2 separate regions of the Zea mays genome follow, and region 1 is linked to region 2. A link is a contact called in public Hi-C data. All regions are on one chromosome and are shown on one strand. The core of a region is the stretch at or near the end of the contact, and the rest is flanking DNA. Distances in the headings are between cores, read along the strand shown.

Evidence for each region. Hi-C and Micro-C count contacts between places; a contact is called where the count stands out from the background.
Region 1: a Hi-C map of tassel shows a contact between it and region 2, with 3 times the contacts expected there. The contact joins the promoter of LOC103631147 here to the promoter of LOC100191750 in region 2. A contact is called at or near these places in 2 of 25 Hi-C or Micro-C datasets (ear and tassel).

Annotation. Positions count from the first base shown.
Region 1 is chr6:83,994,412-84,001,747 of Zm-B73-REFERENCE-NAM-5.0, reverse strand. LOC103631147 (F-box/LRR-repeat MAX2 homolog) reads right to left here and starts at 3,064. Exons shown (of 1, transcript XM_020539294.3): 1 at 17-3,064. The coding sequence starts at 2,556. The coding sequence ends at 436. It overlaps LOC100286386, which reads right to left. Exons shown (of 6, transcript NM_001159273.2): 4 at 7,305-7,336; 5 at 6,643-6,823; 6 at 5,770-6,369. The coding sequence ends at 6,200.
Region 2 is chr6:83,210,812-83,217,746 of Zm-B73-REFERENCE-NAM-5.0, reverse strand. It overlaps LOC100191750 (transferase), which reads right to left and starts at 3,004. Exons shown (of 1, transcript NM_001137177.1): 1 at 1,215-3,004. The coding sequence starts at 2,920. The coding sequence ends at 1,505. LOC100217110 reads right to left here. Exons shown (of 10, transcript NM_001143479.1): 4 at 6,884-6,935; 5 at 6,214-6,292; 6 at 6,015-6,060; 7 at 5,534-5,640; 8 at 5,382-5,451; 9 at 4,631-4,713; 10 at 3,866-4,111. The coding sequence ends at 4,081.

The sequences.
Region 1 (7,336 bases), core at 1,815-4,314, 780 kb before region 2:
CTCGGAAACTAGAGCATAAGAAAAACAGCTAAATGACATTTCTTTTATTTCTCTTTACAGAACCCACGTCAATCGTTACAGTTCGCAAGATCAATGCCCACTTTATCCGGCCGGTTTCTTCTGGACTCAGCTCAAAAAAAAAGGAGAAAAAAAAGCATCCCTGCAAAAATCCCTCGAACTCGAATCCTAGTTTGCCGTCGCAACTCTTGCGAATATCTGGATTCTGCATCAGTTCTCTTACTTATTATGGATCCTTATTAAAAAAAACTAGAAAAGGATCACCGATATTTGTTGGATGGACAAAGCATTGTGTTCTACTCTGCTCCAACAGAAGCACACCAGCTATCCTTGCAACTTCCGTGACCATCGATCGCACGGCACCATCCCCGCATCGACTCCACTTGGCTCAGTCCCTCCCATCAACCAACTTCACCATCAATCCTCAATTAGCCTGTTGTTCAGCTGCATCTCGAACCGGAGCCAAGACTCAGCTCGCATTTCCGTGTTCATCATATCACTCTCTGGCGCGGGATAGTAGTCCTCCCGCAACTGCATGTCCCTCAGATTCGGCACCTTCAAGAAAAAGGTCAGGAAATGCTCGTGTGTGGTGCCATGGACGAAGAGCTTCCTGAGTCCAACGCAGCCCTGGAGCAGTCCCACGGCGGGCAGTGTCAGGCTACGCTGATTCACTTCCTTGTCTTGGGGAGGCCAGTAATCCAGCTCGTACAGGGTCATCAGTGAATCTATGCCTTGCAAATAGAACCGCTCCCACAGAGAGAGATCCATCTGACCTGCTGGTGCAGTGAGAGCATAGCCAACTGCCTCACTCAGATCCAGTTTCATCTTGGACAGTACTGGGAAGCCTGCAAGATCACTTAGTCCAAAGAATGGGCCAGGGCGTGCACATGTCCGGCAATCACCCTCCACTTTGATTGAGATCTCCTCTAGATTAGGGCAGCTATCAAGCCCAGCAGAGATGAGTGGGGAGAGTACCTCACCGGCAGGGAACCAGAGGGTGAGTGAGCGCAGCATCTCCCAGCTGACTAGATCATCCAATTCCATGTACCTACATTTCTTCGATGCGGACTCATATGAGATTTCTTCACCACCGAGATCATCATCTTCATGATCGCATCCAGTTGTGCCGTTGGCCACACTCTCTGGCTGTTCAACTTCCTCCCAGACGCAGCTGATCTCAAGACTCTCAACGCGATCACGGATCGGACTTAGAGCAGCGAGGCATGCTGCTGTGTGCAGACGCCGGCATTGCAAGATACTGACTTGTTTGATCGTGGGCCGAAGCGCTGTTGCTAGCTTCCTGACCCCAGCTGACGTGACAAGATCACAGCCGTGGATGGCGAACTTCACAAGCCTCCCGCACCCACGACCTATGGCAGCAAGGCTGGCATCAGTGAGATCCGAACAGGCCTTGATGCATAGCGACTCCAGCGAACCGCACACAGCAACGCCGTCGAGATGCAGCCATGAAGCCCTGCACAGCCCCTGGAAGCCCCCCAGAGTCAGGAACTTGATCCGTGGGCATCTGCGGGCAAGCGCCTCCATCGCCGGCGCCGTCTCCAGCACATTATGCCGCAGGTCAAGCGTGAAATCCTCCAGCGCCGGTAGCGCGGCGAAGAAGGAGACCAGCCCTGCAACGGTGACGGCCGCGTCCTCTCGTTGGCCCGTAGCTGCCGGCTCAAAAGGTTCCCGGAGCCGCAGCGTCGCCAGCTTGGGGCAGCTGGTGGCGATGGCGTAAAGCGCGTCGTCGCTGACGAAGTCAACGTACCGAGGGTTGAACACGCAGGGCGCCACGAGCTTGCGGAGATTGGGGCAGGATCCCGCGATGGCTCCCAGCTCGGTGGCGTGGAACCCGTCCGTGGCGCCCGCGAGGCCGAGGTCGAGCTCGGTGAGCGCCGCGGCTGCTGCCGGGTGCGCTGCGAGCGCCGGCCCGATGTCCTCCGTCCAGCAGTAGAACTCGGAGAGGTCGAGCGCCCTGAGCGCTGGGCAGTCCCCGAGGAGCGGCTCGAGATCCGCGCCGGCGTCGAGGCCCGGCGGGCGCTGGTGCCAGCGCACGAGCTTGACGCTGCGGAGGCGGGACCTCCAGTGCGGGGTGAGGCTGACGAGCGTGGTGGGGTCGCGGCAGTAGACGGCGAGCGAGGACACGGCGGGGAAGCAGTAGGCGAGGCGCGCCGCGACCAGCTCGTTCTGCTCCGCGACCTGCTGCGGCGTCACGGACGGCGCGACGGCGTCGGCCGACGGCGCCGCGGAGGAGAGGAACGGGTGGCCCCACGGGGACGCCAGCGAGAGGTCGAGCCGCTCCAGCGCCGGGAAGCAGAACGCCGGCCTGAGGAAGAGGAACGCGGGCGACCGTGGGTCCCCGCGCAGCGACAGCGCGGCCCGTGTGGCCCGCTCCGCCGCGAGGAGCCGGCGGCACGCCAGCGCGGCGCGGTGCCGCGACCGCGCGTCGGTGAGGAAGCCCAGGATGTGGAGCAGCAGCGGCTCTGGCAGGTCCAGGATGGGGGAGCCCGCCGCTGCCGCCGCGTCGTCCTCAGCCATGCGGTGCGACGCGGCGATGGGGGGTCGGACGGGATGGGGGATGCGCCGCCGCGTCCGGCAAAGTCGTCGATCCCTTTTTCCTTTCCCTTGCGCTGCGCGGGCGGGGGGGAGGAGAAGGGGGATGTGTGTGGCCTGCGGGTGAAGGGGCGGGCGGACCGGCGGAGTTGGGACGAGAGACACGGGAAGCTGCACAGCGAAGTGATATACTACTGGACGACAGCTCTGTCTCTTTTTTTACCCTTTTTGTCTGTATATAATAATTATCTTATCCTATCCGCATCGACGTATTTTTCAGACTAGCTGTTCCGCTGGCTGAGACTGACAGCAGCAGCAGATGGTCATGGAATCCTCTCACTCTAGGAGAAGTCGAGTCGAGAAGTCTCGCAGACGCACGCACTTCAGCTCTACCATGGGCACACAGCTCTCACGGCTCTAGGGTTTGGACTAGCCAGCACCTCCATGTAAACAGACGTAATGATTTACAGTGTAACGGAGTAAAGTTTAAAATAGCAAACAAGATAGTGAGTCTGTTGGAGTAAAGTTTAAAATAGGAAATAAGATAGTGAGTCTGTTGGAGATATGGCTGGAAATAAGGTGAGCCAAGCTCGGCTCAATTGGTGACGGATCTCGGTTCGACTCGGCTCACTTATTGCATGAGTTTAAGGATGCGTGATGCTCCGTTTGGCTCCATTATGACTCATGAGCTAGCCAGCTAGCTCGCTCATTGCACGAGCTTAAAGATGAGTCTTACTTCGGCTCGATATTGCACACCATAATAAATATAATTGTATTATGTATTAAACTAATAGTATTTAAATATGAAATATAGAATCATTATTCAATATTATGACGATCTAAAATTTTAATTGTTATATATCCATCATTAAAGATTAAAAAATGAACCGATAATCTATTATGATTACGCAAATTGATTAATTCAGATTAAAAAATGAACCGATAATCTATTATGATTACGCAAATTGATTAATTCAGCACAGTTGACGCGGCTCGCGAGTTGGCTCAGCTCGCTTCAACGACGAGCCCAAAAATTAGGCTCGAATCGGTTTATTCGAGGCTCGCGAGTCGCTCTGAGTTTAAGCTGGCTCGTGAGCCTATAGCTTATTTTCTAGCCACTACACAGTTAGGCTCTAAATCATTTTTAAATTCAAAAGCCTAAATAGGATATGGCGATGGGGTCGTCGACGCTGGCGAGGGCGGTAGGTGGCAGAAGGGATCCCAGCGAGAACCCGAAGCTCTTCACAGGCGATGTGGTAGGTTAGACTACCTCCATCAGTTTACCCATATGACATATTCAAACCACACTCTACAGACAGTGTAATGTATAGTGTAAAACAATGTTTTGGTGACCATATGGATGTATACATTGCACGCATATGGTATATGGTCACCCAAAACACTGTTTTGCACTGTACATTGTATTGTTTGTAGAATATAGTTTGAATATCATTAGGGTATAGAAAAGCTACTGGAGTTAGTCGCTGACTATCTGACTGTCTATAATTATTATTGACTACCTCGATTTTCATTTGCTTAACAAAACAGGCAATACATAGAGCTAGAAGGATGATATAAGATGCACCCGTGGTACTGAAAGTTATACCACCAGACGTTATTCTGGAAGACCATATACCAAGTACTGTGAACTAGACTCACGCTATGTCAAACAGAGAAGATGATATTATCGTCTCAGCGTCCGTGCCACCAGTATTGACAACAAAAGGCGACAGGAAGAATTTTTTGCCAGGTGAAGAAAATATTCCCCAGCTGCATTGCAGAAGAAAAGAAGAAAGTACGGGAAATATGGCCTATATGACTAGGGGCAAATGCATCAACATGTGTGAACGATCACAAAAAATATGTAATCAAAAGACAGAGAGGTAGGCCTAAAGGGACAGGTCGTGTGAAAAGTTGTGCAACTTCAGATGATGACCAAAACGAATCATTAACAGAAGACGATGTGGTGTAATGACTCGAACTATATAGTTATTATTGGACGTTTAAAATTTATTACTGATCATAATGCACTTATTACTGAACACTTTATATTAATTACTGGACATTTTATAAGTATTACTAAATATTTTATACTCCCCTCCGTCCACAATTAGTATCATTACATAGATACTATTATCGAGGAGTCAACTATTTTTAACTTTGATCATATTTATATAAGAAATTATTAATATTTATAGTACATAATTAGTATCATTAGATAGATCTTTAAATCTATTTTTATAGTACAATTATTCGAAGATACAAATGTTACTAATATATTTTATAAATCTAGTCGAACTTAAGAAATTTTGACTGACACAAATACCTAGCGACCAACATTTGTGGACGGAGGCAAACTGTAGTTGTTACTGGGTAGCTTTGTAATTATTACCGAGGATCGTCTGAAATTGCTGGAACTGTTGTTGGTGAGTGTGGTGGGGTTAGAGGCGTAGCTGGGATGGCCTGTTGGCCTGGTGCCTTGTGTGCTTGAGATGGTTGTTGATGCTCCTCTTGTGCTACATGCTCAGGTGAAGCTTCTTGTACATTTTCTTCAGGCTGTTCTACTATTGCTTGTTCAGCTGATGCATCCTGTTCTACTGTTTGTCTGTTTCAGGCTGATCAGCTGGTGCAGCCTCTTCTACTACTGGAGGATGTGGTGTTTGAGTTGTATCTCCTATTGTACCTACTAGCTGGTTTGTTGCTGCTGTATCTACTAATGGAGGCTGGTATGTTGGTGGTGTATATATACTGACTCGTCTGCTGTTGCATCTGCTGTTGGTGGTGTCTTGGTCCTGACCTGCTCTGCCTTCGCCTTGTGCTGGCTTCCTCATCCTCTGTGCTTTTGTGAAGAAGGCGTTGTAGACTTTATTTGGTTCAAGAAGCTGAACCAAATACACCCTTATTTGTCACACTAATGGCATTTGAATAGACCTTACATTTCCTCTTATCTACGGCCCTCACATCGTTCACTGGATCAATATGATTCTCCAATATCATTCAGAGTTGATACATGCTAACATAAATTGTCATATAGGATACCGATGGCTCATACCCAATCGGGTGACGATGTCAACGCGATTTAGGCTAGTCTGGGAACAACAAATCGCCGGCTAGGTAACCCTGACCCCAGGCTGAATGAAACCTGATGCCCAATCGCAACCACAGGGTCTCACTCAGCCATTGTTCTCGCAGGCAACGTCGGAGATACAGGTCCTTTTATATAAACAATGAAGTAGATAAAACAAGAATTCTTAAGTCGACTAGAACTGTTAACTTTGACGACAGCCACTGAATTCAGGCAGCCATCGTTCATGAGCTACCTCTCTTACAGACAACACCGAGAAGTACTTAAGAAGAAAAAGAAAGGAAAGCCTGATTAAAAACAACATATTGTAAGCACAAGAATCCATAGCTGCGCAGAAATTTGACCTTCACAAGCTCGCTCTTTTCTACCCTTGAATGGCACCGTCTCCTGCTTTTTTTTAATCAAGGAAGGAATGGGGGGTCTTCGGGGAAGGCAATTATTTACAGCTAGCAATCGGAGTTGGGGACTTTTTGCAGTGACATCAGGTGGGATAAAAATCTCCATGTCAATGAAGGCAATCACCCGGCTGGAACCGAACTTTGGCTACTGGTAATCTGGGTTGAATGCAAGAGCCTCTTGGTAGATCAGATCCTTCATCTGTTCTTCAGATAATGCATGCTGCTCGAAGTCGAAGCTGAAGGGCATTGAGCAGACTGGCTCATCACTTATGTCATGAAGTGATGCCAAGTAAGGGTGTGCAAGTGCGCCTTCAACTGTTAAATGAAAAGGAGATAAGAATAAAAAGGGAGAATTTAACAACTTCAAATTTGGTGACACAATCAGCAAATTAGGAAGAATAGTGTGCTAATAAAAGACATGTGTTTCCAACATTTGAAACACGATCTGACAAAAGATGCCATAAGTGCACTTGCTATTTTCGAAGTGGAATGGTGACTATTTATGGCAAAAACAACATTTTGAAATAAAGAAAGCTTCAAAAATATATATATAGAAACAAAAGATGGACAAGCCTTCAAAAGTGTTACCAGTTATTCTCTGTCTAGGATCAAAAGTTAGCATCTTTTCCACTAGGTCAATTGCTAAAGGTTGTACATGTGGAAATTTTTCAGGGAAGGACTGTCTAGCATGACAGGGAAGTTGGCGGATATATCTTCTTGCATTTTCATTTACAAAATCAAGATCAGCCTCATTCGGTGTTCCAATGAGCTGCATGAAAGAAATAGGGTGAGAAATTAAACATGAAACAAAGTGCACAATATTTTTTTTAAAAAAAATATTAAATTCTCTACTGAGCCTTGGACTTGGATTAATATGAAGAATTTCTTATGCATGGCTAGATTTACATGACAGCTGGTATACGGAAAACAGCAAGTATCTATGGGGTTATATTATGTTTATTATTATTTTTACATTCAATCGTGACAACTCATATGATGTTTGCTCTTTAAGACCACACAAAACCATTACATACATATTTGTAGTGCCAGCCTTTCAACACCTCAACCATTACTGTACTGCATGTGAATAATACATAAACGAGCAGGTCTTAATACGAGTGAAGATGGTGGGTAGATGGCTTGGAGTGAGTGAATTGATGTATCCAATATCTACTAGCTCACTACTATCATGAAGCAACAATGATGCCGAAGTATAATACGGTAATATGATATCATTACTAAGTACTCACCTCCATTAGTAGACGTAGCTGATGGACATGAT
Region 2 (6,935 bases), core at 1,755-4,254:
AAAACATTGACTAACTTGATAAAAAAGAAGATATATAATAATCCTAAGTATTGGCACAAGATTTTGTCCGAAGCTTTGTGGGCTCACAGAATATCTAAACACTGTGCTACTAAAGTTTCTCCATTTGAGCTTGTCTATGGGCAGGAAGCAGTTTTACCCGTGGAGATAAGTTTGAATGCTGTCAGGATCGCCAGGCAAAATGACTTAACTGTTGGTGATTATTATAATTTGATGATGGACAGTGTTGATGAGGTGACCGATAAAAGAGTGGCGGCCTTAGGAGAGATAGAAAAGGACAAGATCATGGTAGCCAAGGTCTACAACAAGAAGGTCAAAGCTAAATCATTTCAGGTAGGGACCTTGTGTGGAAGACCATCTTGCCTCTAAGAAACAAAGACCAGAAGTTTGGGAAGTGATCGCCAAGCTGGGAGGGTCCATACAAAGTAACACAAGTAATATCTGGTAACGCCTATTTACTGCAAACATTGCAAGGCAAAGATTTGACCAAGGCTTTGAATGGACGTTTCCTCAAGCAGTACCATCCTAGTATGTGGCAAGATGCTTAAGAAAACCGATGTGATCACATCGAGTTAGTTGCTTTTGGTTCGCTCAACTCCACCAAAAGACAGGGGGCATATGTTGAGTACCAAATAGAGGGCCGGACCGGCCGGACGGTCCGGCCCTGGGCCGGACGTTCCGCGCGCGCGCCGAGCCGATTAGGGTTCCAAGTTTCTTGCTGCTTTTGTTGGATAGATACACGAAATTATCTCGAGAAGTTTGTTTGTAATGAGTCCAGCCCCCTCCTCTATAAATACAGAGGAATACAGCCGATTTGAAATCATCAATCGAATCAATAAACAATTTATCTCGCATTTATTTCTTGTACATTTAGAAGTAGTTCTAGTCTAGTTCTAGTTTAGCCCTCTAATTCCCAAATTTTCTGCTTCTCTTCGACTCTATGTCGATTAGAGGAGTCTAGGTCGGCCTGCCGAGTCTAGACAACACCTAGGATCTCTCCTCCCCGACGGGGTCTCTCCCGAGAGCGATATCCAGGTGCCGCCGGCGACTTCCGCCGTCCCTGCACACGCGCGGACCGTCTGGTCGTCAGGCAGGAAACCCTTAGCTATGTCCCAGTTCGCGGACCGTCCACGCCTCTGCAGCGAGCAGAGCCGTCAGTTTTCATGCAGTGATTGACGATCAAAAAGACACCAACAGATTCAATCGCTCACTGCTACTCCCACGGTCCCACCATCTTCGTTATCTCCAGTCAAGAGAGAGAGAGCTACTGTGAATGTCCAAAATATTTTCTTGGATCGTGCCGATAAAAAATGTACAAAACTGTACCAGATCGATGGGCGCACATGAAACTCCCGTCAGCGCCATGCCGCCATGTCATACGCAGGCCCACAGGGGCGCTGTTCTGTCCGCCCGTGCCACCCTGAGTCTGAGGGCTGAGGCCCACCGGCTCGCCTCGCGGCTCGCGCACGGCAAACCACTCTATGACTCACATGCGACTGGTAGCATGCTGCATCACGTCTGCCGGATCGGGCGCGCCGAACCCGAGCCGCGCGGCGGTGGCCGGCTTGAGCACGGCGTCCGGGTCCGCGTCCACGGCGTCGGCAAGTCGCGGCCACATCCTGGCGGTGATGAGCCACGACCCGTCCTCCCGCGGGCTCCGTGACACCGTCATGGCCGCGGAACCCAGCCGCCCCGGGCGCACCCACGGAAACACCAACCGCGGCCGGCCGAACCCAAAGTCCCCCTCCACGCGGAACGGCACGAACGTAGAGACCACCAGCGCGGGGCTCCCCATGCCGGTGCCCACCACCTCCGTCCACTTGCCGCCCTCCCGGAACACCCCCTTGTGCACCTCCATCCAGTCCACCAGCTCCTCGTACCGCTCCCACCGGAACACCTCCGCGATGGCCGCGCCCGCCATGGCCGCCACGTCGGCCAGCGGGGACGACGACACGGCCTCCACGGCCGCCTCCCGCGACGCGTACGTCAACACGTTGCCGAGGTAGCGCCGCACGGTGGCCCCGTCGTACCTGGCGGCGTCCAGGCGCGGCCTGCCGTCCACGAGCCACGCCATGCGGCAGTGCGCGTCGAGCCCGCCCACGGCCGCCGCGAGCAGCTTCCACACGTGCGCCGACAGCGCCTCGAGCCGCGTGGCGCGGCGCGCGGGGGTGCTGGCCGCGGCGCGGAGCCGGTCCACGTCCGCGGCGGACACCACGTAGTTGCGGCGCACGAGCGTGGCCGTCAGGAGCGAGTTCGGGAGGCCCGCCGGCGCGTACCGCGTGAACTCGGCGTCCAGCGACGCGCTGTACCGCGGCGGGTCCCGCGGCCGGAAGAGCGAGGCCCGCTCGTGGTGAGGCTCCCACGAGAGGCCGCCGGTGCGGAGCAGCTCCGCCCACGCGCTGGGCAGCGCCGTCAGACCGTGGCCGTCCACGAGCAGGTGGTTGGTCCCCCACGACAGCGCGAACCCGCCGCACGCGAACCGCACCAGCTGCAGCGACAGCGCGAGGTCCTGCTGGAACGGCACCGCGATGCGGCCCAGCGAGCGGTCGGCGTCCGCGAAGTCGACGTCCGCGAGCCTCACCCCAGCGCGCGCCACCACGAGCTCCGCGCCGGTGTTGTCGCACGCGATCTCGGGCACGCCGGTGTCGGCGTTGGCGACGACGCGGCCAGCGAAAGGGAAGAAGCGAGAGAGGAAAGCGGGCATGGCGTCCCGCGCGGCAGCTACCACGGCGGGGAAGCCCGCGGCCGGGGCGGGGTACATGGCGATGAGGTAGATGTGGAAGGAACCGAGGATGAGGTCGAGGTTGGACGCCTGGAGCACCGCGGGGAAGTCCGGAGGCGGGTCGGACGCCCGCAGCAGCGTCCGTGAGGAGACCGCGACATCGACGCGCTCGGTCGGCATGCCGTCGGCGTCGAGCAGGAACGGTTACTGAAAATCTCCAAGGAGGGGGATGCTCTTCTTCGGGGTTCTGGCGGTGGAGGCGCACGCGCAGAAATGGTTGGGAGCAAGCACTTGGACTGGACGACACCTGGCTTTAAAGAGGACGGGAAGCGTTCGCGCTTGGCAGTTCGGCGGGACTCGGGAGGCGGCGGCACCATGTTCCCGGCGTCGAATGGAGGATACATTGGGAAAAAAGACTTCTACGCAGGGTGCGGGACCCTGCAGCGAGTTCGACCACTTCCGTGTACGCCTCTGAGCCGTTCGACAGTACCGGGCGATAAATCTTTCGAGAACAAAAGAAGGAAACAATACCGGGCGATCAGAAGACGGAAAGGTACGTAGTCAGGACCAAACAGTTGTTGGTTTTGACTTCTCTTGATCATAGGCAAAGATCTGATGAATTCTGGTCCCGTGTTGGATCCATGTGAAACTCTAGGATGCCGTACAGATCATCGCTGATCATAGCAGATTCCAGAATGGATGTCTCGGTACCAGTAAATGCTCTCTCCATTTCAGATTAGAAGAACTTTTGGTTCTTTTGTTTTTTTAGATATATGTACTTTGAAGTGCCGAGAAATCTTATAATGAGGCGTTTTGATCTTAAGAAATTAGAATTTATTTAATAAAGTAACCTCTTTAATTTGAAATTTAATATTCCGTCACTTTCTAAAGTTTAGATATAAACCTATATAGAGGATGAAAAATAATTTTATATATCAGTACAATATATTTTCACTCTACAATTTACAGGACGCTTTTCAGCTCACTCGTCTTTAGTAAAACATAACACAAATATTTCTAATATCTTACTAATAATAATATATAAATATATTTTGTATAAAACCGTATTAGCTTAATTGATATGTGACTAAATTACTATTATTAGAATAGAATTCAATTCCAATTATCCAAACGGGCTGTAATTTGAATTTGAAACGAAGAGAGTATCTCATGATTTAAAAGAGGGAGTATTGTATAATGGCATACAGGACAATTAGCACCGTTCTGGATTCTCACGCTTAGCAAGCAGCTACACGCAGCTACGTGTGCAGGGATGCCTACTGGTAGCCTCCAGGAAGACAGACAGGAGATGACACTGCCAATCCTTGCAGTCCAACAACTTAGCTTTTCCTCATCTTCGACCTTGCGTACCTGTTTGCTGGAGTTAAAGGAAACAAGGCCATATAACAGCGCCTGATGTCGAATCAATGGAATAAATTGTACAGCACGTTGTGATAAGCCAGGAGTAATTCTCAACAGTGACGCACAACGGCGACAGCGATTCTAGCCTCCTCAGTTGCATAAATACCGGACACGACATGTTGAGCCTAACCTACCCAAAATCAAACAATTGCGTTTATCTTTGAAGCGAGGAACCAACATTTGGGTAACATTTCATCATGGCAAATGCAAAACGATCTTTAAAACTCACAAGGTGAACACCACGGAAATGGCAGACCAATAAACCCAACTTTGTTCGAAACCCAAAAGGGAGAAACTAACTTGTACTACGAGATTACGAAACCCAAAAGAGAAACTAACTTGTACTAAGAGATGCATTTGGTACTCCTGGCTTTTCCGATAAAACTTACTAGACCATTTGACGTCGTTTCAAGGGGATGCTCGAACAAACAGAAATATTGAAACAAAAGCAAGTAATTCTGAGGATACTCAATGTGCAATCCATCGTTATCAGAAGATGCCAGTACAGTGCCTTGGAGTCTATTCATAGCAGCGGTAGACGATTCAATATCCTGCAGATTGCAAGCACCTGTCTCAGGCTCTTGGTAAAAAAGTAAAAATAAAAAAAACTATGCTGAAATGATGATGCGTCGCTCTAAGGTCATTCTCGGTGATAGTTTCATCACACCATTTTCAATATTGCCAAGTCAACAAAAATAAGATGAAATATACCCTCAATGAAGAGTTTCATGACACAATTTCATAGACTAACATATGACTTTAACGTTGCATCTAAATAACCAATATGAATAGGTGAAATAGATGGAAATGAAATAAATTGCTCTCAATGGTGGTCTCACACGCTTTCCAATACCTTGGACACGGGTTGGCATAGTTTCATGGTGATGAAACTAGTTTCGACTAATTTATAATAAATAGTGCCATGTTATCAAAAATCCTATGTGGCATACTAATTAATAAAATAAAATCTCTCATGAAACTTGCATTGAGAATGGCCTAAAAAACTGCATTCCTTCTAGCCTTGTAAAAATATTGCACTTATTTATTCATGCTAATAGAACTAGCATTTTGCATTGGCTTAAAACTTACTAAGTGATCTTCAGAAACTTCATTAACTGGGAGTAGTTCAAGATACAACATTTTTTACTTTTTAGACCACATAACAGCAGTAGTTCAAGTCACTAGTTAAATCGATAAAGGTATAGATAGGTAGGTATACCGTAAAATCAGCAAAAGCTACAGGCATTCCACCACGGCGACGCATTTTAAGGACATGAAATCCAGGTTCCCTGACAATATAGAACAACAATGAGCAGTTTCATTACTATGGATCCACTTCAAAAGCAAATTAGAAGAATCCACACATCATACTTGGATAAAACTTCCTTGAGTTCGTCCTCTGTGCATGTATGTCCCAAATTTGCAATGAAGATAGTAGAGCAAGGTGGTATATCACTTGAAGATTTGTCTCGTCCTTCCTACACCAAACATGCCATATTATCAAGCTTTGTACATGTCGAGCAAGCTTTAACTAAGAAACAAAAAACTTCTAAAAAATCTGCCCACTAGTTTGATTGGTGGGTAAGTCAAGATACTAGATGATTATTGAGACAAGACATGCAGATATATCCCATTTCAAGAATAGTTTGGCAAGGGTCCTCTAGGTATTATTAAAATTAGTAGCCCCTACCAGCACAATGCACAAATGCATGTCGTTCAAGTAACAATCTAATGAAAAATTGGCAGCTACTTACAATGTTTCATAGGCTTGCAACAGTGTGTGCTGTCATTAGTTATTACAACTATGATGTAGGTATAAATACATGAAGTGAAACCATAACAATAAACTCACATTTGAGAGAGATTGCCCATTCTGCTGCTTGTGCCCTGGTTGATCACTGCCCATTAAAAGAAATGTTATTCGTGATAAACCACTAGAAGACCCATGAAAAGTTGATAACACAAGAAAAGATGCTTTGATATTTTATTAAGATAAAAGATAAAGAAAGGGCATCGTCTCCAGCTATTTGTAACATGAATTGTGTGCCAACCTCTGATCCGTAGGCAATTCATTCTTATCACTGGGATTTTCATTTTCTGTGCCCGATGGCTCATCTGATCCTCCATCACCTACACGTTTGGTGCCAACAAAAATGTGCAGGTGAGGTTTATGCTATGAAGTAGTTATAGTGCCATTAGAAAACCTAGACTACATTTGTTTCATTAAATGAGTGAGAAAGTTGCTACCCCCTAATTAGGTGCTATGTCAATCCTAATTCAGTCCTAGTTACAATGTTTAATCAACATGGAAATTTTCATAATAAAAAACAATGGATGAGGTTTCATCAAAGTCATCAACAAACCGAAACTGCAATAGGAGAAAGGAAAAAGGAAAATACAAAGTGGGTTTAAATTAAAAAACTACAGATAGTTGCAGCCATGTTTATGTATCAATGGGCTAGATTTATATATTTTCTGAAAAGAAGGTATGCCTGAATTTCATATTTTCATTACCATACCATAAAGCAACAAAGTTTCAGAGTTTAATCGCATCATTGTGATTGGATAGTTGTATATATGCATTATTAAGATTTCCCAGTGCCCTATTAACAAGATTAGAATGTTGCGACTGGGTTTCTACCACATAAGCGCCATTTCATGTAACCTCATTTAACAAAAACAAGAAGGTGATTCATAAATATATCAAGTAATAAAGCTGACCATTATTGTCATTGCCTCCATCCTCATCTTCCCCCCATACTTCGTCATCATC